6 separate regions of the Mus musculus genome follow, and regions 1, 2, 3, 4 and 5 are each linked to region 6. Evidence: chromatin contacts called from public HiChIP or PLAC-seq and promoter capture Hi-C data. All regions are on one chromosome and are shown on one strand. The core of a region is the stretch at or near the end of the contact, and the rest is flanking DNA. Distances in the headings are between cores, read along the strand shown. Region 1 holds the start of Slc43a2 (solute carrier family 43, member 2). Region 2 holds the start of Crk (v-crk avian sarcoma virus CT10 oncogene homolog). Region 3 holds the start of 4931413K12Rik (RIKEN cDNA 4931413K12 gene). Region 4 holds the start of Myo1c (myosin IC). Region 5 holds the start of Inpp5k (inositol polyphosphate 5-phosphatase K). Region 6 holds the start of Rtn4rl1 (reticulon 4 receptor-like 1).

The links. Promoter capture Hi-C pulls out the DNA fragments that hold promoters and counts their contacts. HiChIP or PLAC-seq counts read pairs in DNA pulled down with a chosen protein or histone mark.
Region 1: a contact with region 6 is called in a promoter capture Hi-C map of neural stem cells. The contact joins the promoter of Slc43a2 here to the promoter of Rtn4rl1 in region 6. A contact is called at or near these places in 14 of 39 promoter capture datasets (the 3T3-L1 cell line, 3T3-L1-derived adipocytes, the C10 cell line and 7 more), 3 of 484 Hi-C or Micro-C datasets (all in embryonic stem cells), 18 of 115 datasets of contacts at active chromatin or transcription factors (the SCID.adh cell line, T-cell acute lymphoblastic leukemia, bone marrow-derived macrophages and 13 more) and 2 of 9 other capture datasets (liver and pancreatic islet).
Region 2: a contact with region 6 is called in an H3K4me3 HiChIP or PLAC-seq map of embryonic hindbrain, with 3 times the contacts expected there. The contact joins the promoter of Crk here to the promoter of Rtn4rl1 in region 6. A contact is called at or near these places in 2 of 39 promoter capture datasets (the C10 cell line and pre-B cells), 2 of 115 datasets of contacts at active chromatin or transcription factors (embryonic hindbrain and large pre-B cells) and 1 of 9 other capture datasets (pancreatic islet).
Region 3: a contact with region 6 is called in an H3K4me3 HiChIP or PLAC-seq map of bone marrow-derived macrophages, with 5 times the contacts expected there. The contact joins the promoter of 4931413K12Rik here to the promoter of Rtn4rl1 in region 6. A contact is called at or near these places in 4 of 39 promoter capture datasets (cranial neural crest, liver, pre-B cells and 1 more), 10 of 484 Hi-C or Micro-C datasets (B cells, the C3H10T1/2 cell line, CD4 single positive thymocytes and 4 more), 6 of 115 datasets of contacts at active chromatin or transcription factors (bone marrow-derived macrophages, embryonic basal ganglia, embryonic hindbrain and 3 more) and 1 of 9 other capture datasets (embryonic stem cells).
Region 4: a FOXA1 HiChIP or PLAC-seq map of pancreatic cancer cells shows a contact between it and region 6. The contact joins the promoter of Myo1c here to the promoter of Rtn4rl1 in region 6. A contact is called at or near these places in 4 of 39 promoter capture datasets (the C10 cell line, hippocampal neurons, liver and 1 more), 3 of 484 Hi-C or Micro-C datasets (Th1 cells and embryonic stem cells), 4 of 115 datasets of contacts at active chromatin or transcription factors (epiblast stem cells, large pre-B cells, pancreatic cancer cells and 1 more) and 2 of 9 other capture datasets (liver and pancreatic islet).
Region 5: a contact with region 6 is called in an HNF4G HiChIP or PLAC-seq map of pancreatic cancer cells. The contact joins the promoter of Inpp5k here to the promoter of Rtn4rl1 in region 6. A contact is called at or near these places in 5 of 39 promoter capture datasets (the 3T3-L1 cell line, cranial neural crest, fetal liver and 2 more), 1 of 484 Hi-C or Micro-C datasets (embryonic stem cells) and 8 of 115 datasets of contacts at active chromatin or transcription factors (the 230-238 cell line, double positive thymocytes, embryonic midbrain and 4 more).

The regions. Positions count from the first base shown.
Region 1 is chr11:75,530,258-75,534,059 of GRCm38.p6, reverse strand. Slc43a2 (solute carrier family 43, member 2) reads right to left here and starts at 1,948. Exons shown (of 14, transcript NM_001199283.1): 1 at 1,646-1,948; 2 at 1,272-1,472. The coding sequence starts at 1,431.
Region 2 is chr11:75,677,943-75,682,116 of GRCm38.p6, reverse strand. Crk (v-crk avian sarcoma virus CT10 oncogene homolog) reads right to left here and starts at 2,858. Exons shown (of 3, transcript NM_133656.5): 1 at 2,453-2,858. The coding sequence starts at 2,693.
Region 3 is chr11:75,592,869-75,597,050 of GRCm38.p6, reverse strand. It overlaps 4931413K12Rik (RIKEN cDNA 4931413K12 gene), which reads left to right and starts at 2,251. Exons shown (of 2, transcript NR_166698.1): 1 at 2,251-2,517. All of the region lies in intron 2 of Pitpna (phosphatidylinositol transfer protein, alpha), which reads right to left.
Region 4 is chr11:75,654,276-75,658,422 of GRCm38.p6, reverse strand. Myo1c (myosin IC) reads right to left here and starts at 2,408. Exons shown (of 32, transcript NM_001080775.1): 1 at 2,222-2,408; 2 at 776-931; 3 at 555-670; 4 at 1-71. The coding sequence starts at 2,239.
Region 5 is chr11:75,629,290-75,633,387 of GRCm38.p6, reverse strand. It overlaps Inpp5k (inositol polyphosphate 5-phosphatase K), which reads right to left and starts at 2,368. Exons shown (of 12, transcript NM_008916.2): 1 at 2,191-2,368; 2 at 212-319. The coding sequence starts at 2,288.
Region 6 is chr11:75,192,234-75,196,093 of GRCm38.p6, reverse strand. It overlaps Rtn4rl1 (reticulon 4 receptor-like 1), which reads right to left and starts at 2,101. Exons shown (of 2, transcript NM_177708.5): 1 at 1,800-2,101. The coding sequence starts at 1,812.

The sequences.
Region 1 (3,802 bases), core at 699-3,198, 340 kb before region 6:
AGCAATAATGGTGCACTTTGATCCCAGGACTCAAGAGGCAGAGGCAGGTAGATCCTTGAGTTTGAAGCAAGTTTGGTCTAGGGGTTGAGTTCCAGGACAGACAGGGCTACACAGAGAAACCCTATTTTGAAAATAAAATAAAATAAATAGCAAGCCCACTTCTTAGAGATGACACTCAGGGCGTGGAACCTCTTGCCACCAAGTCTGTCAACCTGAGTTTGACCTCATAAATTCACATAGTGGAAAAAGAGTGTCAACAACCAAAAGCAGTCCTCTGTCATCGACAGCAGTCCTCTGTCATCGACAGCAGTCCTCTGTCAGTCATCCAGTTCTGTGGCCCCCATAAATGAATAAAAAAATGTAAGAAAAAATTTAAAGTAAAAAAGTAAATGAATAGGACTCTAGAAATAAAAAAGACATGCCAGCAGTGACCTACAGAGTCAAGCCTGGGTACGGGGTGGGGCAGAGACAAGAGACAAAGGCAAGAAGCAGTTCTTACCAAGGATGCCTAAGAAGGGGAGAGGATGGCAGCTGACTCGGCCCCACTGATGACCCTACAGCAACCAGGGTATGAAGACAGGAGTGGCAGAAGGAAGGGTGGGGGTAGTGTGGGCCAGCCTCAGCCTGCCTGCAGTCTGTCCTGGAGAGTCTAAGCATCCTTCTACCACTGTCTCCCTTCCTCTTCCTCCCTACGATGTTTTGAAAGCCACTGAGATGTTCTCACAGTTCAGGAGAGGAAATGGCCTTTGGAGAATCATAAAGCAGCAAAAATAGACAAGAAATTCTATCTTGGCAAGCCTTTAAGGGGACTCCATAATGGCCTGACTTAAAAACATGTAGGTCTAGATGAACCTTCCTTCGGGTGGAGGCGAAGCCACTTCCTCTCTCCTGCTGCACCCCGGCCTATGAGAGTTCCTCTTTCTTACACATGTTTTTTTTTTTTTTTTTTTTTTTGCAAGGCAAGCAATGCTGCAGGCCCTGGAAGACCAGAAGGCCAGCAACGTTCCTGACTGCACGCAGGAGTCTATTAGTCTATTAGTCTACAGCTTGGGCAAATGGAAGACTTGTCCCAGCCTCAGTTTCTCCATCCACAAACAGGGACGATGATAATGATACGCACCCAGAGAGCTGGATGAGGATCAAATGGGCTTTTTGGCACTTAGAGGCGCTGTGCAGCAAGCAGGCATAGCTGGCTTACATCTTCACCACCAACCGCCCTCTCCCAAAGACCCACTCCAGAAACCTGCCCCCGACCGAGGCGCCCATCTCACCTGGCTTCGTACACAGGTAGGAGTAAAAGCCCTCGGACTTGAGCATGATGAGCAGCGAACCCCAGCCCAGGAGGACTGCGGAGAAAAGGAGGTTTTCCAACACAGCGGTGCAGGCCATCCACCAGCGGCGCCGATGGGCAGTGGCCAGGGTGGGCGCCATGGTGCGGTGTGGCGGTGGTCGGGCTCCGGTTCTGCAGACACCTGCGCGCAGACCTCAGCTTCAGCGGTGGCTCTACCCAACCCGTGTAGCCGCTGGCGCACAGCCTGTCAGTCCCTTGCAGCCCAGGCTATAGGTGCCCGCCGCAAAAGAAAAGAACCCTAGCCCTGTCAGGGACCTGGGCCACCCCGTACCCGCAGCTACCTGGTAACGCTACCTTAGGCCACAGTGGAGCCCCGCTGGCCAAGAGGAAAGGCTTCTCCCTTAGTTCACTCGGAGGTAAACTGAGGCATGGCAGCTGGAAAAGGGCTAATTATGCTCAAGGACGTGGAGCGGGTCCTGATCCCAAGCAAGACTGAACAGCCACTTTGGGGGCCGGAAAGGGAGGCAGCTCGTAGTAAGGTCACCTGAGCAGAGGCTCACCTGAGAGCTGCCACTCCCAGGGACCCTGACAGGCTCCCGCCCGCCCGCACTCGAGACCCTTCCTTAGTGCTTGTTCCTTCAACCACAAAATCAGCACAGGGAGCCCCGAAACGGCCCGCCCACGGCGCTTTCATTGGCGGGACCGCACAGGAACTGCCGCGCCATTGGTTAGTGTTTAGGTCGCTAGGCGCTACCGCCACGCGAACCCCGCATGGGAGAGGCGAAGCCGGTTCAAACCGGCGGCGCGAGCCAACCGCGCGACCCCCGTGTCGGGCTGTTACCCCGGCGATTAGCCCGTTTCCATAGAAGCGGATCCCGTCCCTCTGTCCTCCTGGCCTTTTTCGTTACGTCTCCCTCCCGGTGTCGTCCCTCTGACAAGTATGCACCTTCCCTCCAACCCCTGCCTGCGAGCGGCTTCAGGTTCTCGCACCCTCGTCTGAGACCCGGATCCTGGGAGTCCAGCTCACCCGGCTCCTACCAGTGTGTATCGGGCCCGCCCGGCGCCTTTTCTGTCCCCTTTATTTCCAGCCCTTTTATTCCTATCCTAAGATGAAAAACACTGCCGCCCGTTGATTGGCTGAGTGGGGCTGGAAACAGGCGTCGGCCAATCAGCAGCTACCCACCCGCCCCCCGGCGAGCAGAAGCCGGTTCCGGCCGGACTTGGAGACAAACAAGAGGAATGGGGGGGCTGGGGGGCGGCTCGGGCAGGCCCAGCTCTACCCAGTTAAACTGGAGTGCCCCTCGACCCGGTGACCGCCGCGGGCATCGCCCCACGCCCTTCTCGTTGCCCTCTTCCTTGTCAAGTTCATGGGTCAGCGTTTCAGGGAGTCTTGGTCCACAGCGAGCTGGGCTCCAAGCACCGTGCGGTTCGGCCCGCAGTATAGACCACCGTTCTCGCCCGGAGAGAACCAGGGCCGGATGCTCCAACTCCGCAGGCCATTACCGCCCTTTTGTGCTGTTTCCCGGCCTGCTCCTTGGGCTTTGTGTCCGGGCTCCTCGCTGCCTAGCCCCCGTTGTCCTATCCAGGCGCTGTCTACGGGTATCAGAACACCCCGACCCAGGTCGTGGCATAATTACCGCATCCCTGCTAGATCTCCCGACTCACCGGGTCCTTGCCTGGAATCAGGTGCCTCCTGCCTGGTCTTTAATCGGTGTCCCTTAAGGGTCTGTAGTCAGGATTTTGGACTAAGAGCCCCTGGTCCTCCAGTTGTCGCCATCCCCATCCCGCGCCCTCTTTTCTCGGTGCCTTCAGAGACCGGTCAGTGTTCAGGCCGGTCACCTTGGCATGCCCTGCCCTCCCACTTTCCCAAACGACTCTTTCATGTGGCTGGCACACTTTCTCGTCCACCCTTCTTCATGCTGTGAGCAATCCCGAGCACCTAGTTAGTCTAAGTCTGACTTTGGAGAGCGCGATAGATCACTAGGGGTCCAAAGAGCTCCGTCCTTTCTGTATCATCAGCGGAGCTGCGCTGCTCTGAGGACCTGCTTGGACGTGGAATGGAGCCTCAGCACGAAAGATTTGGCTGTCCGTCCGAGTCTCCCTGACGAGAGGCACTAACCTCCCCTCAGAAAACACTCGGTATCCCTCAGATTCTCCACACTTCAAGAGCCGGCTTGCTTTAGAGCTAAGGGTGTCCCCAGCAGCCTGACTCAGCTTCCCTCAGCTCGAGTGCGCCCCCTGGTGCCCAGAACCTTCGCCAGCCATTCTGCTAGTGCATGCTCTCCCAGACTTGGTCTAGGCTTGCTGGTGGGTTTGGGGGCCTGATGACCTACTGTGCAGAAATCTCATAAGCTCCAAATTGGACCTACTATCTGCCAATAGATTAAGCCCTTCAATCCTTTTCCTAAGCAATCTGCTTGAGGACCTTCTCCAGACATATATCTAAAATGTTCCCTCCCCCTCTTCAAATAAATAGTGCCCCCTTCTCCCTCAGATTGTGTGTGTCTGTGT
Region 2 (4,174 bases), core at 1,609-4,108, 490 kb before region 6:
ATACACTATACACGCCTCTCTAAAACTCAAGTAATTCCTGTGTGGCTTCAAAAGAAAACCAGCTTAATGGGGAGAAGGACAGCGATTAAGTAACCATCATAAAGACAGCAAGCAGCTGGGCAGTGGTGGCGCATGCCTTTAATTCCAGCACTTGGGAGGCAGAGGCAGATGGATTTCTGAGTTCGAGGCCAGCCTGGTCTACAAAGTGAGTTCCAGGACAGCCAGAGCTACACAGAGAAACCCTGTCTCGAACAAACAAAAAACAAACAAACAAACAACAACAACAAAAACTAGCAAGTGAACTGACTGACCTATAGAGAAATTGGGGAACGTGACAGAACAAATTGCCACAAAGCCAATGAACTTTCCACACCTAACCCACAAACTGGCAATCTTCTCCTCTTTGAGGCCAACCACCTATTTTGAAAAGGTGGAGCTACTGAGATATAAAACCACAATGCCCAGGTATAGAGAACTATTAAACTAATAAGCCTGCCTAATGCTTTTCCCACATTTTCTAATAAAATACAGAGAAAGCAGAGGACTGAATCCCTCACCCCCAACTATTGGGAATAAAACCTAGCCTGCCCAAATGCCAGGCAAATAAACTACCACTCAACTAGATCCCCAGTCACAACCCTTCACATAACTTTTACTTTGAGGCAGTCTTTCTAAGTTTCCCAGGATGGCCTGGAACTTTTAAAAATCTTCTTGCACCAGCCTCCTAGGTGCCAAGATTAGAAGCATGAACTATGAAATCTGGATGAGAATTGAATTTCATCTTACTATTTCATCTTACTATTGCACTTAGCACAAAACAATAGATTATTTTACAGATAGCACAAATATAGAATTTACTTTGTTTAGGGCAATTGTGTTGCATTAATATTCCTATCTGATTTTATATTATCAAACCAACAAGGGGCTGGAGATGGTTAAGAGCACTGACTGCTCTTCCAGAGGTCCTGAGTTCAAATCCCAGCAACCACATGGTGGCTTCCAACCATCTGTAATGAGATCTGATACCCTCTTCTGGTGTGTCTGAAGACAGCTACAGTGTACTTACATATAATAAATAAATCTTAAAAAAAAAAAAAACAACAAGACGTAGAAAGGTCTATATCTGTTAACTAAAAAGACTTCAATACTCAAATTTTCCCCTTAACTTGTGTGCTAACACAAAGAACCGTCGAATCCCACTTTGTGGCCAAAGGGAGTAAATCTAAATTAGAGCTATCCCAAAAATGCAAGTCTGCTACAAGGCTAACCAGTGAGTCTCCATTCATGAGACTAGCTCAGCTCTAGAAGGAAAAAGCTTACACTTCAAACATCCAGAAAGCAAGAAGCTTGGTGCTGTTATACACAGAGACAACAGAAATCTCAGAATCACTGTTCATCTCATAAACGTCAAGGGCTAAGTGCATGAATTCCCTTAACATTGCCAAGACAACTGCAATAAGACAGCTAAGACAGTTAAAACTCAATGGTCCTTGACGAGGAAACAGTGGGATAATTATTCTTGGTGTTTATCTGCTAGCCAGGTCTGTTCTCATATCCTGGAAGATTTTGACCACAACACCAACTTAGAGAGCAAGAAAAGACCCAGAAGTACGTGTCTGACACTTTTTAAGTAAATCCAGGGAGAATGAAGTGCCATTCACTTCCAAGGTTGTTCTCACTGGCTTATGCCTGTTTGTTTGTTTGTTTGTTTGTTTTCTAAAGGAAAAAAATCTTCCTCCACTAATCACTTTGAAACTAGAAACTCTAGTTGCAGCGGGCAGTTTTTTTGGACACTTAAAACCTCTTGGACACAATTTGCCTGCTAGGCTTCAATTACGCGGGGCTGGTCACAGAAGGATTTTTTTTCTATCACCAAGTCACTTAGTTCACCACCTTCCACAAGGGAAGAGCACGGTAAAGATATTTTGGAAAAATGCCCAAGAAAGGAAAAAGCTGACCGGCTTCCTGAGGGTGTCTCCATCCCTCCCAGCCAGCCAGTCAGTACGTGGTGACTTCCTACCGAAGGCCACCAGGGGAGTATGGCCAAACCCGGCTCTAACACTGCAGGAAACGTTTCAAGCCTAAAAGCCACTTGTAGGATTAGCAGAGCCATTCTGAGTACCACTGCCAAATGATGTCCCCGTAACATCCCCATTAACTCATTGTCCCCAAGTTGCCTAGCCCTGCCCTGCCCTTGGGCCTGACCCTGGCGCCCAGCCCCACCCCGGGGCCGCAGCAGTTCCCCTTCCCCGGCTCCCAAGGCACACCCAGAGGCCTCGGTGAGCAGCTCCTCCTCCCCCACAATCCCGCTCATCGGTGGGAACCAGCTTGCTCAGAAGACAGCTCCCCCGCCAGGTTCACTCTAGCCCTCTCTGCCCACGTCCCTCCTGCAGCAGACCAGGGTTCTACGGCCCTCACCCCCGCCCGGGCCTCCCACCCGCCTGTCCCTCACCCGGCGGAGGCTGAGCGGGCGACGGAGGCACTGGAGGGCGCGGGCCGCTGCTGTTGATGATGTAGTGGGAGACGCGCGAGTTTTCGGAGACGCTAAGCACATAGTCCCCGGGGCTGGTGCTCGAGTCCCGCACCAGGAACACCCCGTGCCGCTGGCCCTGCAATAGCGCCACCGCCTCCTGCCGGCTCAGGCGGCCCCAGTACCAGCTACTCCGCTCCTCCGAGTCGAAGTTGCCCGCCATGGCCGCCTCCGCGCTTTCACGCTGGGCCGCCGCCGGCACGCGCGCCCCTCCAGCCCTGGCGCCCGCCGCCCAGCGGACCGGCTCCGGTGTCAGCCTCCCAGCAGCGCCCGAAATGGCGGCGGCGGCCGCGGGCCTTCCCCACCGGAAATGACGCGCCCTCTACCCGAGGGAGGCTGCCGGGAAGGGGACCGACGCCCGCCATTGGGAGAAGGGAAACGGAGTCCTTGGGGCCCTCAGTGCGCATGCGGCGTCCTGGGCGTCGCCGCCAGGCCCAGACCCCAACCGCGGAGGATGGGGAGGCGGAGTCTAGGTCTAAGGGGCGGAGCCTCAACCTACAAATTGACTGATCCGTGTTTGACAGATTGGTAGCGGCCGGTCTTTTCTCCCAGAACCTACAAGTAGCAACACCAAGAAAAGGACTGAAGTTAAAAAAGATGATGTGGTCCGAGGATGATAGTCGCCCTCAAAGCTCCCTGACTTGCTGGTCTTTTCCCCGTGTTTCCTTCGGTTTCCCCCGAGGTCAGCTGAAGTTCTTGTTATCTATGAGCAGCCACAGATACCGCATTTGCCGCGCAGGTGCAGTGCTGACCCAGACTGGCTTTAAGTCACTGAATTCACACACCTATGGGAGGGACCAGGAAACAACATCTGCTATGGGGGCGGGGGGGGGGCAGAAACACAAGGAAATCAACTAAGTAGTCCTGGAGAGACCCAAGGGCTGGGTAAAGTGACTCATGACAGTTATCCCAACCTCTCAGGAGTTGAGACAGGAGGATCCCTGTGAGTCTGAGGCCCTGTATTATAAAACCAAAACAAATAAGAGGAAGGGGTCCACAGATAAGATGACCTAGGGTGAATGGTAGGATGTTAAATGAAGTGGGGAAGGGTACTCAAGGCAAAGAAAACAAAATGCCCAGCCAGGCCAAAAAAAAAAAAAAAAAAAAATGGAGTTCTCTCTATTGGGGCTCCCATATCCACCAGCCAGATTTTTTTTTAAACTCTCAGTTGTAGCCAGGTGTATCTCCTACTTTTACTTCCTTCATGATCATCTTCATCTATCTCAAAAAATTAATAAAAAAATGGGGGAGGGAAGGGTTTCTCTGTATAGCTCTTGCTATCCTGGAATTCACTTTATAGACCAGGCTGACCTCGAACCCAAAGATCCACCTGCCTCTGCCTCCCAGTGCTGGGATTAAAGGTGTGTGCCACCATTGCATAGCTGTTACTACTGTGTTTTGTATATAGTGAGACCCGGTCTCACTACAAAACCAAAGTTATCCTTAGCCTAGTCAATAGCTCCGGCCTTCCAGAGCTCCCACCCATAGTCTGGGCCAGCCCTGGGAGAGACAGCAGGGAAAAGGGCCCCTTCCTTGTTACCAGTGACTCATCTTGATCTAGCTTAGTCACCAGGAACTAGCAGCAGAAGCCATCCAGTGTAAATTCTGGCCCTTTGGGGCAAATGACTATCCTCTCTCCCTTTT
Region 3 (4,182 bases), core at 1,002-3,501, 400 kb before region 6:
CTTGGCAGTTGCTAGATGCAAAAGTCTGGTTTTCCTTTATTTGGGTCACATGTCACCCTATCAAGTCACTGGCCTCCTCTGACCCTCTCAGGACAGCTTGGTGTAGAACCGATGACTTAAAGACAGTGTCCAGGCCTAGCTCTGATCCCACCCCCATTTCCAAGAGAAATGAACTGGGAAAGAAACGCATGCCAAAGGCTCTGAGTGTGGTGGCCTGTAATCTCAGCACTCAGGAGGCAGAGCAGATGGATCTCTGGGAGTTCAAGGCCAGTCTGGTCAACATAACAAATTCTAGGACAGTCAGGGTTCATGTTTCAAAAACCACACAGAAGGCAAGAAAATGAACAGTGCAGAGAAAAACGAACAGTGGCAGAGCAGGAAATTACATCTATTCCAAAATGCATCTTCCCCATAGTAGCCAGGGCCAAGAAGGCCGAGGATAAACTAGACGAGAACTCGATTACCCAACCAGCTGAGGTGGACATAAAGCTTCCCTTGCCTTCTACATCCTCCCTGAAACTCCTGACACCCCAGGGGTGAGACGAGGGGTGTTCTCTCTCTCAGATCTAAAATCAAGTAGCTCTGGCATCAGCTCCAAGGCACAGCGCTGTCAGCTCTAAGAACAGGATGCAGAGCTCTGGGTCTGCTGTCACACCTGGACGCCTTCTCCACCTCAGCCCCTAAGCACTGCAAGAAAACTTCTGGGAGACATCTACAGGGTAGAGCAGTGGACTAGTACAGCTCACCAAGTTTCCAAAGCAAAAGCCCAGCACAGAATGCCAAGGAAAGGTAAGTGATCAAGGCTCAGTTAATCCTGTCAAAGAGAAACATTTGAGAGGCTAAGACAAGTTACCTCGATCTTGCTAATCCCGAGCAATACCCTTGCCGCTTTGGTGCCTCACGGGTGGCCACACTGCCCCTTGTGCCCTTCCAGTTCAACACCTGCTAAGGCACACTTGAAACCCATATCAAATGGGTCAGGGTTTGGCTGAGCCAGGGCTTCCTCCACATGAAGCAGCAGGACCTCTGCTTTGGAAAAGAGTCATAAGGACATTGAACAACTGACTCAGCAAATCCTAAAGGGCACGCTGGGGAGAGGGCCTGTGGGCAGGATTAGCTGCCGTGCTAGGAGTGCTCCTTGGAGAGGGGCCCTGGGGCCAGCAAAGACCACGGTCCTCAGGGATTCCCTTCAGGGGCAGATCAGAGGGCAGGCTCTAAGAGGATCAGTCTGTGTGCTAGCCTCTTCCCCTTTAATCTCTCTTGATATTCTGATCCCTTAATCCCAATCAGACAAGCAAGGCAGTTTTGTTAATCCAAAGAGGTAAAGAAGACAGATCTGTACAAAGTCCAAGTGAGGGACACCACGTCAGAAGGTTCCCTTTGGAACAACCAACCATTCTACATCCTGGGAAGGTTGCCAGATTCAAGACTGGGTGGCAGTAAAGGTGGGGGTTAGACCACAAAATCAGATAAGGGGCCCCAGGGAGACCTGGATCCAGCCTCCCTAGGTTGAGAACAATGTCACCTTGCCCTTGAGAGCTGTCCCCTTGTCCCATAGCCTATGTCACTCAGTAAAACAAAGAAGAGACTCTACCACTTGGATAATCAATCGAGTAGGAATCCAGGGAGATGAAATGTGCAGCAGAAACACTGAATGACATACATGAAGAAAAAGCAATACAGTTTGGCACAAGTGACCCACCCAGGTGGCTGTAGTCCCAGCACACAGGAGGCTAAGCCAAGAGGCCCACCATGAATTAGTTTAAGGCCACTGCACGCCACATACTGAGTATCAGGCTAGCCAAGGATATATAGTAAGACTCTGTCTCAAAAGTAAGAAAGAAAAACAGTACTCTGTTGACCCACCCATACAGCCCTGTCAGGTCAGGTTGCATTAGACGAAGGATGCCCTGAGCCTGCCCTGTCCACAGGAGGTGGGCCAGGAACACTGGTGGACACACCCATGTCAAACAGCCAGGGCTAAAGACTCTGGCCAAACAAACTAATTCTGCCCCCAAATATTGATTCAGGCATCAAGATGATTATAAATCTAGGGCCTTCTCCTTTCCTTTCTTCTCCCCAAATCAGAAGCTCCAAGGGTTCAAGTCCTGGTCTCCGATATAGGACATGAATCTGCCAGTCACACGACACTGGACTGTTCTCATGGGAACCACTGAAGAGTCACAAAGGGGTCATTGACAGAGACTCTAGGAGGGGGCTGTTCCTTACTTCTTTACTCTTCAATCCCCCATTCTAGAATTTTCTGACTATCCGGAACTAAGGTTCAAGCTACCGATGGAGCGACTTCCCCACAGCAGCCCTGCTGCCTTCCTGTCAGTGCTGTCTTGCCGAGTGAGACCAGGCTGAGGAAGGTCACAGACAGCTGAATCTGGACCAGCGACACTTCCCAGGCTCCTCCTGCTGGGCCCAGGCCCCGACTACCCTGCCCTCTCTCACCACTTCCGCCATGCTGCAGAGCCACCACAAGCTAAACTGCCAGCTGTGGGCGTCCTCAAGGTGGGCATTTCCCTTTTCTTCCAACCGTGGCACCCACCATGAAGCCAGGACAGCACAGGGATACCCCCAGACAATCCTGGGCCCCCCATTCTGCAGCACTCTCACAGTTCTCAGCCTTTGGCCCACCAAGAGACTCCATCTGATCCACCGTACCTGAAGTCCTACACGAAGACAATCCCACATCCCTGAGGGACATCTTTTTTTCCCCTTCTTTCTTTTCTGTTTGTTTTTCTTTGTGTAGACCCCTGTGCCGGGAGTAAAGGGAAGCACCACCACGCCCCGCTCTTTATCTTTTCTTTTCTTTTTCTTTTTTCTCTTTTTCTTTTTTTTAAGACAGGGTTTCTCTGTGTAGCCTTGGCTGTCCTGGAACTAACTCTGTAGACCAGGCTGGCCTAGAACTCAGAAATCAGCCTGCCTCTGCCTCCCAAGTGCTGGGATTAAAGGCGTGCGCCACCACGCCCGGCTCTTTATCTTTTCTTTTGAAACAGGCTATCCCTCTGCAGCCCAGGCTGTCCTGAGACTGACTTTGTAGCTCAGCTTTGATAATCCTGCCTCAGCCTCCCAAGTGTCAGGATTAGAAGTGTGAGCTACTCTTTTTTAAATTAATTTTATTATGAGATATCACAAAAATGTTATAAGGCATTTTATTACGTATCTTACTGTATGCCCAAGCTAGCCTCAAACTCTTTGATTTATCATTCTTCTGCCACTGGTATCCAGATCAGACCATGTTCAAGCTCACATCTCCCCCTCTCTCGCAGATCTCCACAGGTTCGTTTGTTCCTTTCTTTCTTTCTTCCTTCCTTCCTTCCTTCCTTCCTTCCTTTCTTTCTTTCTTTTTTTGGTTTTTCGAGACAGGGTTTCTCTGTGTAGGGTTTCCCTGGCTGTCCTGGAACTCACTTTGTAGACCAGGCTGGCCTCGAACTCAGAAATCCACCTGCCTCTGCCTCCCAAGTGCTGGGATTAAAGGCATGCGCTACCACCGCCCAGCTTCTCCACAGCTTTCAAGTACACAGTACCCCAATACAGACAATTCTCTCAGAGACCAATGCATGCTCATCACTCTTTGGGGTGACTTGTCTCATCTAAAGAATGCTTCCACAGGCTGGAGAGATGCTTCAGTGGTTAAGAGCCCTAGGTGACTTTTAGAGGTTGACCCTGTGTTTGATTCTAAGCCCTTAACATTGGGTAACTCACAACTCCCTGTGACTCCAACTCCTGGGCTTTCTTCTGGCCTCTGCAGGTACCCCATATATATAGCATATATATACACACAAAAAGAAAAATATACAAACATAAACAAAAAAAATGTTTAAAAAATGCTCTGGACCAGACAGAGGTGGTGCACGCTTTTAGTCTCAGTACTTGGAAGGCAGAGGCAGGCAGATCTCTGAGTTCGAGGCCAGCCATGGATACACAGAGAAACCCTGTCTGAGGGGTGGGTGGAAAAGGTTCTGGGCTCTACTGGATTGTTTTCATTTCTCAGAGAGCCAGTTCCCATGTGTAGCACAGGATTGCCACTGGTTCTACAAGAAAAAGAGATGGAGTTACAACTGGGGGTTCAGGCTGGCCTTCATTCTGCTGGAAGCTGGGGTGGAGCTGTGGATTCAGAGGAAGGTCATGAATAAGCTTAGCCAGGAAGAGAAAATAGAGGAAGTTCAGAAA
Region 4 (4,147 bases), core at 1,159-3,658, 460 kb before region 6:
CAGAAATCATCACTGCCTGGTCCCGACGCTCAGTACGAAGTGCCCGGTATACAGTGTCAGCCACTGCAAACCTGGGGCAGAGATTTGTCAGGGAGTTCCCAGAGTGGTACCCCACCTATACCTGACGGGAACCACTCTTGTAAAATATGGGGGTTATAACCTGGAAGATGGAGAAGGGGGTGGACAGGTGGGAAGCCCTCACAGGGTACACCTGCCCAGCTGAGGATCACTCCAAGTGAGGTGCCAGCCATGGGGAAGCTGGGTACTTGAATGAGGCTGGGAGTCCTCACAGGTGGGCCATGTTAAGATAGTTAAAGGAATACTTCAGGATGGGAACTGAGCTCAGGAGCTGAGGGTCCTGGTTGGTGGACAGAACTCAGAGTTCAACTAATGAGAACTGAGGTGACCATAGGTGAACAACCATGGGATTCCTCTCAGTAGTGACCAGTGAGTCACCCAGGGGTCAGGGAATCATTTCAAAGTGGGGTTTGGATGGGGTCATCTTGCAAGAGGACAGGGTAGGTCACTCCTGGAAAGGCAAGGGAATCACTTACAAATGAGGTGGTACTTCATAGAAACTGACACCACGGTAGCGTTCCATATGCTGCCGGCTGTAGATCTGTAGGTCTCGGTAGGGATTGACAGAGACTAGGACAGGACCGATGTAGGTCTGGGGGTTGGGGGGGTGGGGGAGAAGGGTCAGAGGCTTTTCCTGAAGGTTCCTGCTGCCACCTTCCCCTAGGTCCTTGGGCCCAGCCGTGCTCATGGCACTCACATAAATGAGGTTCTCCCGGAACCGCCGCCGGAGGTTCTCAATGAAGGCAGCCTCACTGGTGAAATTCTCCAGCAGGACAAAGTCCTGCACCCCTACCCGGTCTCGGGCAGTCAAGGCGCTCTCCATGGTCACTCGAACCCCGTCACTGCCCAGGGCCTGTGAGGAACCAGCCACAAGACGCTGTCAGAGTCTGCAGGTTAAAGTCTCGTTTCCTACCCTGCCTGCAGGATGTAGAAGGCAGGGACACTTTGGACACAGGCTACAGAACATGTTCCGGACATATGGCTGGGTTGCAGGATGCTGGAATGCAGATAAGAGACCCTATGGGACATATGGACCATGCACACAGCCCATAGGAGCACAAAGGGCCCAGCAGACACTGAACGACTGCATGGAATCCAGGGCAGCGGCATTTTGAGTTGAGGAAGGTGGGACATGACAAGGAGCTCCTAGGAACGGCAGAAAGAATGCTGGTGTTGACCTTGGACAAACCTCCTCCTTTCTCAGGACTGCTTCCTCTTCAGAGAACAGGAGTGGGTTAGTTCAGGTGACCTCAAATCCCAGCTACGTGTTACAGGTGCTTTGGAGGACAAACGGTTCAGAGGGAATTCTGCAGACAGGGAGGGGCCATCTCTCCAACTCCCATCCACCCCAAATTCCCAGAAGTAGAAGTTGTTTAGGGATCAAGCCAGAGCTCACGTCCTAGGAGAGGGTTTCCCCATGGGCCACCACCTCAGCTGGACTTGATGCCCACCCCAGAAGCGGGTGGCCTGCCCTCCCTCAACTGGAGCCACTCCCTCCTCTCCAGCTGCTAGGCTTCCCCCCCCGCCCCCCCTCCTCCCGCAGCTCCTCCACCGTTGAGAAGCCTCAGGAGGTGGAGGGTTCTCCCAGGGGAAACCCAGCTGCCACCCAAGGGTGGGGCAGGTACAGGCTTAGCTAGACCCTCAAGCCGCGTCTTAAGCAGAGCTTTCCTTTCAAAGAGGGCCTGCAGATCTAGAAAATGCTGGGGTAGGGGGGTGTCAAGGAAGAGGAAGGTACTGGGAGCCGCTGTAAATTCCAGGGAGGTCACCAAGTCTCCCCTGACCCTGGTTTCTAGCCCTAGTTGCTCAGTTCTCTGCTTCTCCGTCACCCCTCAAGTCCAGGGCCTGTCTCCCTCAGACCTGCCCACCCCTGACCCACCCAGCCCGAAGCTGCTGCCAAACACCACCGCAGCCAACGCCCCCTGGTCCTCAAGTGGGAGGGGTCTTAGCCATCACCAGGGGCGACCACATGGTCCTGGGTTCGAGCGTTCTGCAGCCCTCTCCGCCTCGGCCTCCTGTTCTAGCAACTTTCAGGGACATCTTCCACCGAAATTCCTGGGCCGCGCCCGCTTCAAGGCCGGCCCTGGAGCGCCGCGGGCCACCGAGAGATACCCTGGACCCCAAACCTGCCCGCGCCCATGCTCACCGATGCCCGGTAGCGCATCCTGCCGGACCCGGCGCCCCGCTCCGCTGCCCGCGCCTCTTGGTCTGTACTCGGCCGCGGCGTAACCGAGGGAGGGGCCAGCCCGCCCCCTGCACCGCCCCTTGCAGGCCCCTTGGCTCAGGGGGCTCGGAGTCCCGACCCTAGGACCCACTGCAGCCGGCCTGGCCGGGCTGGGTGGGAGGGGGTTCGGGACCTAAGAGGGGGCGCGCGAGGGGCGGGGCCTCCTGCGTGCCGCGGGCTCCGCCTGAGTCAGGTTTTCCAGGAGGAACGTCGTTAGTTCCAGGGTGGGGCCCGGAACCCGCGCGGCCGCCGCGTCTACACAGCTCCGGAACTCACTTCCGGGCTCGTGTCTACAGCACGGGGCTGGACACCCCGCGCGAGACGAGGGCTGAAGCCCGTGGGTCACCGGGGAAGCAGGATTTCTCTCCCCACCCCCAACCTCGAGTCCCGGGAAAGTTAAAAATAGAACGAAATGTCCAAATACGGCCGGCGCCCCGGGACAGGCGGAGCCTCTGTACGGGACACTGTCCACCCCCATACACACTCCCAAAGGACTGGCTCCATTCTTTAAATCCTTAGAAAAGAAATTGTTTGAGACAGGGTCTCTTTACGGAGCCCAATCTGGCCTGGAACTCAAGATGCCTCCTGCCTCAGCCTCCTGAGTACTAAGATTACAAACTTGTGCCAAGAGAGCCAGAAGAGAAACATCTCTTGAAAGATCTCTTCCCTAGCTAAGAAACAAATCCTAGGGTCAGAGCAGGGTGCCCTTTTTGACCCAGCATGACCCCTAAAGAAGCCTGTTTGCCGAGTAGGCAGCACCCTTCTGACTTTCCTACGTGTGCAGCCAATAACCTTATGTTCCAGCCTGAATATCCTCCGGACTCAGTGCCCTGCCCCATGGGCTCCTCTCCTCTCTTCCCTTCTTTCTCTTCCCTCTGGATCTCCGCTCTTCCCTGAACACAGGCCATCAGCTGTCTTCCTTGTCTGTCCAGCACCCTCGCTGGTTCTCTGACGACATCAGCCCTTTTTAGGCCCGAGAAGAGTGTGTGAGAGGAGTGGAGTGGACTTTGGGTCAGTTGCCACCTCTTGTGGCATATGGATGTCTACGGTAAAACAAAACAACAACAACAAAACCAGCCTGGCCTTTGCTTACTAGCAGGATGATGATCATGAGTAAGTGCCTTAAGAGGCCGATTGGCTGATACTTGCCAGAATTGTTGGGTTGCCTGAAATGAAGCACTGACCAAGCCATCAACACCACTACTACCCTCTTCCTCTTTCATTCTACACGCACTGAGGGACTTGGGGGAGAGTCCAATCTTCTTGTCTAGTGAAGAAAGCGTCCGCCCCTATATCTACCATTTGCAAAGGGTTCTCAAGTGCCTTATCTATTCCTCGCCCTTTGTAAGGAACCTGAAGCATATACCGAGGGTATACACTTGGTCTAGGGAGGATAGGGGGAGTAAGAACCCAAAGCACCAAAGCGCCCCACCCCTTGGACGGGGACTCCCTGGGGAGGAGGTGAGTCTGCGACAGGTGCTGCCTTGCGGCCTCAAGGGGAAGGATGGTTCATTACTTCGTGAACAACAGCTCGAGCCACAACCCGGGGGTGGGGGTGGTGTGCGGCGCCAGCTGGGGAACGAAGCCCTTTGGAGCGGGCCAGGGGAATGGGTGCTGCAGGTGGAAGATGGGTGAAAGACAGGGCAAAGGGGAGCGCCCTTTACGATGCCCCCAGGTTTAAAAGCATAGAGAGGATACGACCTTCAGTCCACCCCAGAGCATTAGAAGACCTGAGGTGGGAGAGCTTGGAGTCCCCAGCACTAGCATGGGCTCGCTCCCCTCCCCCTACCGCGGCCTCATTGAGCTCCCTCTCCAGCCAGAGGAGTCTTGGTGGGAGGAGCGCACTGA
Region 5 (4,098 bases), core at 1,119-3,618, 440 kb before region 6:
GGCCTGCATTCTGAAGACCAAGAGGCCTCCCTTTCCTAGCTGTGTGGCTGTTGACCTCCAACCCATAACCATTGCTGACCCAGGACAAGAAACACAAGACTGGACCCAGGGAGGATGAAAGCTCCTCCCCTTCAGACTCTAACACAAGCGAGGACAGGTTACATCAGCCCTCTACAGGGATAGGGGGTGCAGGGGCCCTTCAGACACTTACCCAATGATATATATGTCCAGATTCAGGTCTTGGTTGTTCAGTTGAAGTAGGTCACTGAGGTCTACAGTGGGGGCTGCGGAGGCCACATTCCACGTCACAACATGTACGCTGTGGAAAGGATGTTAAGTCACAGGGGATGGAGGCTAAGATTTTTCCAGATAGCAGGCAAAGACCTAGGTATGTGCAAGGCTTCCGCTGCAGTGATCATGGGAAATGTGTCTGCATGTTTGTTTGTTTGGTGCTTTTGAGGCTGTGTCTCACTATGCAGCCCTGGCTGGCCTCAACTCCTTACGGAGATCAGCCTTCTTCTGCCTCCTAAATTCTGAGATTAACGTTGTTAATCTCACTATGCCCAGCTTGCTTCTGCATCGTGTGGTAGGAAAGAGGAAAAGGAGCAGTGGATTACCCAGCTTTCACCTTCCCTTTCATGCCTGGAAAGCAGGAATCTCTTCCCTCCCTCCAACTGGCTCTTCTAGGCAGGTTTACAGTCGCCCATAGCTGGCAGTACCTGGCACAGAGCTGCCAAAGGGAGCTCAAATGCCATTGGCCAGAAGGAAAGAATGATTGCGTTTGAGAGACAGGAACCTATTAGCCCCTCCAGCTACAGAAACCTCACTCATCCTCTGTGGCCCAGTCAGCAACTCTGCATGCTTACTCCTCAACCTATGGGTTCCCAAGAGCACCGAGAGGGAATTGGAGGTTGACTGAGCATGGCCATGTGCTTCAGAGCTACGAGAACAGAAACTCAGAAAGAGAGAGGCTGACAGCGTATTCCCTTCCCCTCTCCTACCTTGCAGATCCTTGGCACACAACAAATCCTGCCAAGGCCTTCACGTAGCCTAGGGACAAGTTTCTGAGTAACAGGTTTCTTATTATCTGTCTCACGAGTCTACTCTCTCTTGGGACAAGTCGCCAGTTGGTACATAACATTCCAACCTCCGCTCTCCACAAGTCTCAGTATCAGGAGAAATAATCAACAGCTCTTAAATACCACCACATCCATCACAAGTTCAGAAAAGCGAAGACTTAGGGAGACCTTCAGTGAGGGTGTTGCTATAGCAACACTCCAAGAAGCCCAGACTGTCTCCAGGACAGAGCAAGCAGGAGCTCAGACTCTACAGATGAAACCTGAGTTCCAAGAATACCGAGGCACTGAAGCACAAGATCCCGCAGAGCCACCCAAAAAGGGGAGGGGGGCATTTCCTTCTCCACCAGAGCCTGTTCTTAAAGTGTGACTTGTAAACAAAACAAAACAAAAAAATTCCTGGTTAGCTTCAAGCAGCTCCCTGCCTCTCCCTATGAATATAAACAAAATAATACAAAAACCTTCCTCTCAAGTCCTCTGAGAGACTGTCATTTTGTCTGTTTACAGTCTCCCCCTGCTGTCCGGCAGGTAACCGGTTTCTTTACTCAGTGGCTCCTTGTATTCCCACTCTAAGTGGATAAAAAATAAAACTCGGGATTTGGCATCCCAATCCTCAACTTTGATGATTAGTAACAAATCCATGCACCGCGAATTACGCTCAATTGGACGATTAGCAGTGTTCCTCGTGATTTAAGAGCGGGCATGAGACCAGGCTTTACCTCGCTAAAGGATCTTATCTAAATCTGATTTCGGATTTCTAGAGATCACAGCCCGATCAAGAAGACCCCATGATGTACTGCTGAAAAACAGGAACAAAACTTCTAATCTACAACTGTAGGGGCAAATGTTGGTCCTTAGCAATCTAACCCTGTCTGCTCCAAGAATCAACTGGACACTTGCTTGGGGAGCATCTGCAGTGACCAACTCGGCAGCCAAAGTTTAGAGCGTGCATCAATCCTAACATAGCCCTTTCAGTACTGGCCTGACAGAATTCGGGTATCTAAACTAGGGCAGCCTTGATCCTACTGTGGTTTTGAAATCCAGCCCCACAAATCAGACTGGGCTGAAGACAGCTAACCGCCAGGAACCGACCGGCCTACACCTGCGTCCTCACCTGAGTGCAAAGCCTTTCGGTGCGCTCGGCCTCCTTAGACTCACAGCCGACATTATTCCCTCGCGGTAACCCGGTGTGTTCCTGTCTCCGTGCTGCATCTAGTGCGAGCCGGAGCAGCCCTTGGTCTCCGGTCTCAGCAGCACTGCTCCCTCCGGATTGTTTTTCTTCCGGATTCGGACTGCGCTTCGGCTTCCGTAGGAGGTGGATCCAGAGTGTCTAGGGTTTTGGGGTGCGGTTGGAGGACAGAGGCGGGGCTTTACAGCAGAGCGAACCGCCCAGAGGCGGAGCTGAGCCAGGCTCAGAGAGGCGGGCTCTACATGTCATCCACTCCCGACGCCATACCGCCGGCCCGGACGCGGGAGTGGGCGGTGGCGGGGCCACCTAGGCTCCGCATTCCCAGCCTGCTTTGCGCAAGGGCGCGGGCGTGAGGAGCGTTGAGGGCGGAAGTTGCTGCGGCTCGAGGACTCGGGCTGCTTCGTGATCGTCCCGCAGCGTACGGTCTTCGCTGTCGCCTGCCCACCCTCAGAAACCGGGAGTGGACAGGATGGGGAGCCTCACTGTAGTCTGTTCGGCCTCTCTCGCCCACACTATAAGTAATTTCTCATGTTCCTTGGCGCCCTCATAGGGGTCAGAGAACACTTCCATTCATTTAAGTGACTTGGTGATCGTCATTTAAAAAAATTTTTTTTTCCATCTGAGACAGTCTTGCTAGTAAGTACTGGGGCTTGTTATACAGACCAAGTTGATTTTCCGACCTCAGCTGAGATTACACCACCACGCCCAACTTGAAACTAGTTTTGCTGAATACAAAGCAAAATAATTTAGGATCCCCGAGAGCTATCAGTGAATGAAAAACAAGCCGTTGCTATTTGGTGTATATTCATGGTGACTGTTTACTTTGCCAGACACTTCGATTTATTATTTCCTTTAGATCTCTGGGTCTTAATTTTTGAGGGGTAGGGGGGATAGTGCATGGGGTTGTTTTTACAGTTATGACTTCCCCCAGGGAAATGGGAGTGTTGTTTTAGCACACTGTAGTACCAGCTACCCAGTGATGCCTCAAGAACCCACAAAAGCTCCACTACCTGAAATACATGTTCTGGAACCCGGTGTAGTGATGTTATTTCCAAAACTCACCGAGATTGGTTACTCCAAGTTTGAGTCCAGTTTGGGCTACCTTAAAGTTTCAGGGCATTCGAACTGTGCTGTGATTCATTCTCAAAATGGAAGGGAAGGGGACAACTTCTACCAAGTCTAACTAACCACCTGAGCTTTACCCCTGGATGGAAGACAAGAATCACAGTTGTAGCCATAAACACAGTAATAAAGCTGAAAGTACTGGAGAGGGCTCACAAGTTAAGAGCACTTACAGACCACTGAAGTTGGGTTTGATTCCCTTCACCCACACGGTGGCCCATAATCATTCTAATTCCAGTTGCCCTTTCCCCTCTCTGGGTACTAAGCATGCCAGTGGTGCACATTAACCTCGTCCACTTGCAGTGAAATTAACAAACCTGGTCTAGTATTCTCATTAGGCCAAGCTAGCCTCAAACACAGAAAGATCCACCTGCCTTCCAAGGGCTGGGATTAAAACCCCGTGGCACCATGCCTTTAAACAAGCTTTTTATTTCTATTGTGCGTGTGTGCACGTGCACGCCAGCATGTGCACCAGAGTGCAGGTCTGGGAGACTTGAAGCATCAGGTTCCTCTGGAGCTGGAGTTCTAGGCAGTTGTAAACTGAGATGTCGGTGCTAGGAATTGAACTCGGCTCCTCTAAAAGAACAGTACATAACCGCCGAGCCATCTCTCCAGCCCCCAGAGTATGATTTTTTTCTTCTTTATTTCTGAAGCCCAGGCATGCTCTTCCTGGTGCTTTGGGTTTTTTCATTCTTTCTACCCAACCTTGTC
Region 6 (3,860 bases), core at 852-3,351:
TGGGCTGCTTTGTGGCTCATTCTTAACTGTAAACTGCCAAAAGACAAAAGACCAAAAGGGAAATGAGATGTCAGTTCTTCCCCATTATCTCCATCACAGACCTGCAGCCCAGACATGGCAGCCTTTTCAAAATTGTCTGGGAAGCTTTCCCCACTAGAGCAAGTCTACATGGTCCATGCCCAGGCTTCTCAGACTCCACTGTCTCCAGCTCAGTAAAAATCACCTTCCCTGTGCACACACACTGGCCTGCACTCCAGCACTGCTGAGTTGCTGAAGTGACTTTCCGTGTCTTTCTGTAGGAAAAGGAACTGGGGTGTTAAACAGTAAAGCGGTTCTTCTAACTACTGCAGAGACTTGCCCCACACCACAACGAAAAAGAGGCAATGTGTCGTGTCCCCCCCCAACCCCCCATCTTCTTACTGTACCGACCCACGTGGAGGGCACAAGTCACACAAGTTTGTGATTGTTCTTACACGGTGAGGCAACCAAACCTCCGTGGTTGCCTGAGGCTGGACCACCACTCAGTCTTTTCGACTCATAACGAAGGCGTGGCTTTTCACCCACCTGTCTGACCTGCTTATCTGGGTCTCTCATCTCCCGGTATCTGCTTCTCTCCGCCCATCTCAGGGCTTCGCTCCCCCCACCTCTGCCACCACCCCCTGCCCGCTTTCTCCTTCCCCATCCTGCTGTGAGGTCAGAATCCTGTGCTTACGACACCTCGGTCTGTTGCCATGGAAACAGGGGCGGATTAAGGCTGGAGCGCAGGGATCAGGCCCCTCCGCTACCTGAGCTCCCGCCTCAGCTGGTTCCCGCAGGGCGGGAGCAGCTAGCATCAGGCACCAAGGCTCAGCAGCCGCCGGGCCGAGGCAAGGGACAGGGGAATCCCAGCGGGGCGCCACAGCTAGTACACTGGGACCTCAGAGCAAAGAGACACGCAGAGGAGGGGAGCAGAGGGTAACGGGTCCGCGGGCTCACGTGTGGTCACCTGCCCTTTCTGGGCCGGAGGGACAGCACCTAGAACGGCAACCACGTGGGGGCGCGGCAGGACTTCCCCGGCACCCGCGCCAACTTTGCTCCGCTCCTGCTGCCGGGGAGTCTGGCGAGGTGGTCACCGAGCCAGCGCCCGTTAAGTTGAACCTGGCTCTGGCCGCGCACACTGCCAACATGGCCTTGGCGGTTGCGTCCCTCTGATCCAGGCATTAGGAAAGTTTAAGGAACCGGACTTCTGGCACTTGACACTCCCCACCCTCGGTCGCTAAATGCTCAGGGCTGGTCCCCGGGGATAAGGGTAGGATGCTGGGAAGATGCCTGCGTTCCGGCGCGCCTCCGGAGTTAGGAACGGTGGTGAACGCCGGGGCCGCGCGGTGACTGACCGCTGCCTGCACCCAAGCGCGGGTTGTACTCAGTGCTGAAGCAGCAGAAGCAGGGGCGGGTGCCTGCGCAGGGGATGGAGCCTGCAAGTGCAAAACTTTATAATGGAGAGGCAAAGGTCCCAGGAGGACAGCTCCCTTTTTATCAAAGGTTTCTCACTCTGGTCTCTGAACCCTCAAGACAGATCCCTGAGGCCTGGCCACTCGATCCATGAACAAACCCCATGAACAAACCCCATGTCTCTCAACAGGCCACCAACGGGAGCTCAGCTCCAGCAGCAGGCGCACGGCGGGTGCCTGTGACAAAAGCCAGCCATCTAGCAGGGGGCTGCTTCCGGGACCCATTTCCCTGGCGTTCGACGGCTCCCGGGGCTTGTTGCTCGGCCCGGTTCCATGCAACTCCAACTTGCCCCTGAGGTTCCAACTCACCTTTGCGAAGCATGTTGGCCGCGGGGCCGCCGCTCCGAGGTCGGCCTAGGCGCGCTCCCTCCTGGGGTCCAGATTCAAATCCCTGGGCGCCAGCTGCAGCTAATCCGAGCGCGTCGAGGCGGGGGCAAGCCGGGAATCCGCTTGTGCCCGGCGGCCCGGTCCCGCAGGGGCATGGTGAGCCCAAACCCGGTGCTCAGGGCACCGGCGCCTGCTAGCAACCGCGGCGCTGCCAACCAACGCGGTGCGCTCGCTCAGCCCCGGGCGAGTGGCTTGCTCCGCCGAGCCGGCGGCCTGATTCTGCCGCCCCAAACACTTTGCAGGCGGTTTTGAGGGGGGACGCCGCCCCCTAGCCGGCCAGCCGATGTCCCCTCTTCCCCGCCCCCTCGGGCAGCGGCTGCTGCAAAAGGGCGCTCGTACGCACAGCCTAGCTCCGGGAAAGCGCCCGGCGCGCGTTTGCAGGACCGAGCGATCCGCCGAGCGGGGCGCCTCCCTTCCTCCCCCCGGCTTCCCCCACCTCTCTTCCTCCTCCCTCCCTCCCTCGCTCTTCAGCTCCCTCCCTCCCGCTCCGTTCCCCGCCCCCGCTCACGGAGCGCCTCCCATACAAAATTTATGAAAGTGCTCTCAGCTCGCGGTGCGGAGCGCCGTCCTATTCCCAGGGCAGCGGCGCTCAGCCGTGCGGCGCCGCCTTCCAAGGTGTTTTCGCTGCACCTGCCCCCGGGGATGATCCTCGGCCCGCGTCCGTCCAAGTACCTGCCCCAGTCATCCGCGGGTCGTCCGGCCACTGTAATCGCCCTCCCCGGCCCCGCAGGCTTCTCCGAGCACGCACCCGCAGCCCAGCCCCCGCCTGTTTGCCCTTCGCTGCTGGAGGTCATCAAGAGAAGCGGCTGGAACAGTGTACCGGCCCTGAGCCCCGATGACAAGTCCAACACCCTTGCCCCGTCTCCTCTCTGACCCGCGTCCCTTCCTTCCTGTGAGGCTCGACGGCTCTTCCCTGCCCAGAACTGCTCCGGCGACATAGCCTTCCCCCCACCCCGCCCGCCCATCCAGAGTTCCAAGACACTGTTCTTTGGGGGGAGATGTGCGGGACAGCTAGCATTTGGGGATGTCCAGTTGAAAATCGTATAAAGAACTATGGGAGTTCAGGTGGGCTATCTCTGGCTGGAAGGCCTCCCCGGTCCCCTTTAGTCCTACACAGACCCCACCCATGAGAGGATTCTCCAAACAGGGAGGAGGTACCGCCTGAAAAGCCGGTCGGTCCTGCAAGGGCCCTTTGGGCCAAGTGTGGAGAAGGTTCAAGCCAGCAGAGATCCTAGGTGGAGGCCGGCACCCCCTACTGGCCCGGGATAAGAAGGACTCCCTAAGAGGAAAAAGACTGGGCCAGGTCACTCGTTGAACATATTAGAGTTTTATGTATTACACTATGTGGAAATTCAGCCAGTGAAAAAGAGAAGGTCCCTGTCCTCCTTGAGTTTATACTCTAATAGGACAAAAAGAGAAAAGTTCAGATGATGGAAGTGTCTGGAAGAAAGACAAAGAGGGTGTTGCTCTGGAGCTGATCCGGGATGCGAGTGGGGGATGGGGTGGAAGTGGAGCTAATGTGACAGCTGCCATCTAACCAGAGATCTAAGTTCTCTGTGGAGTAAACTTGGAGGGGTGATCAGAAGTCAGAAGCAAGGCCATTATCACTGGCACGAATACAGATACTCAGAACCCTAAGGTCCCGGCCCCTGGTTTGAGCTGAGTGTGAGGGAGAATCAGACCTGATTCTCCCTCAGAAAGTCTGGGTTCAACAGGTGGAGCAGAGAGGACACCTGGAAAGGAAAGACTGCACAAATGTTTGAAGTAACCTTGTTTAGAACATTCTTCAGCTTGGTCCTTCTAGGGTTGGGAACACAAAGTGAGGTATTCCTTAGTTCCTGCCAGCTGCAGGAACCTGCACCACCTGAGCCCTGGCAAACTAAACTCTTAGAACAGAGCTGTGGAGACACAAAACTAAGGCCCAGAGAGGCTAGCTGACTTGCTCAGCAGCATCCAGTAATCAGTACTAAACTGTGGGCCAGG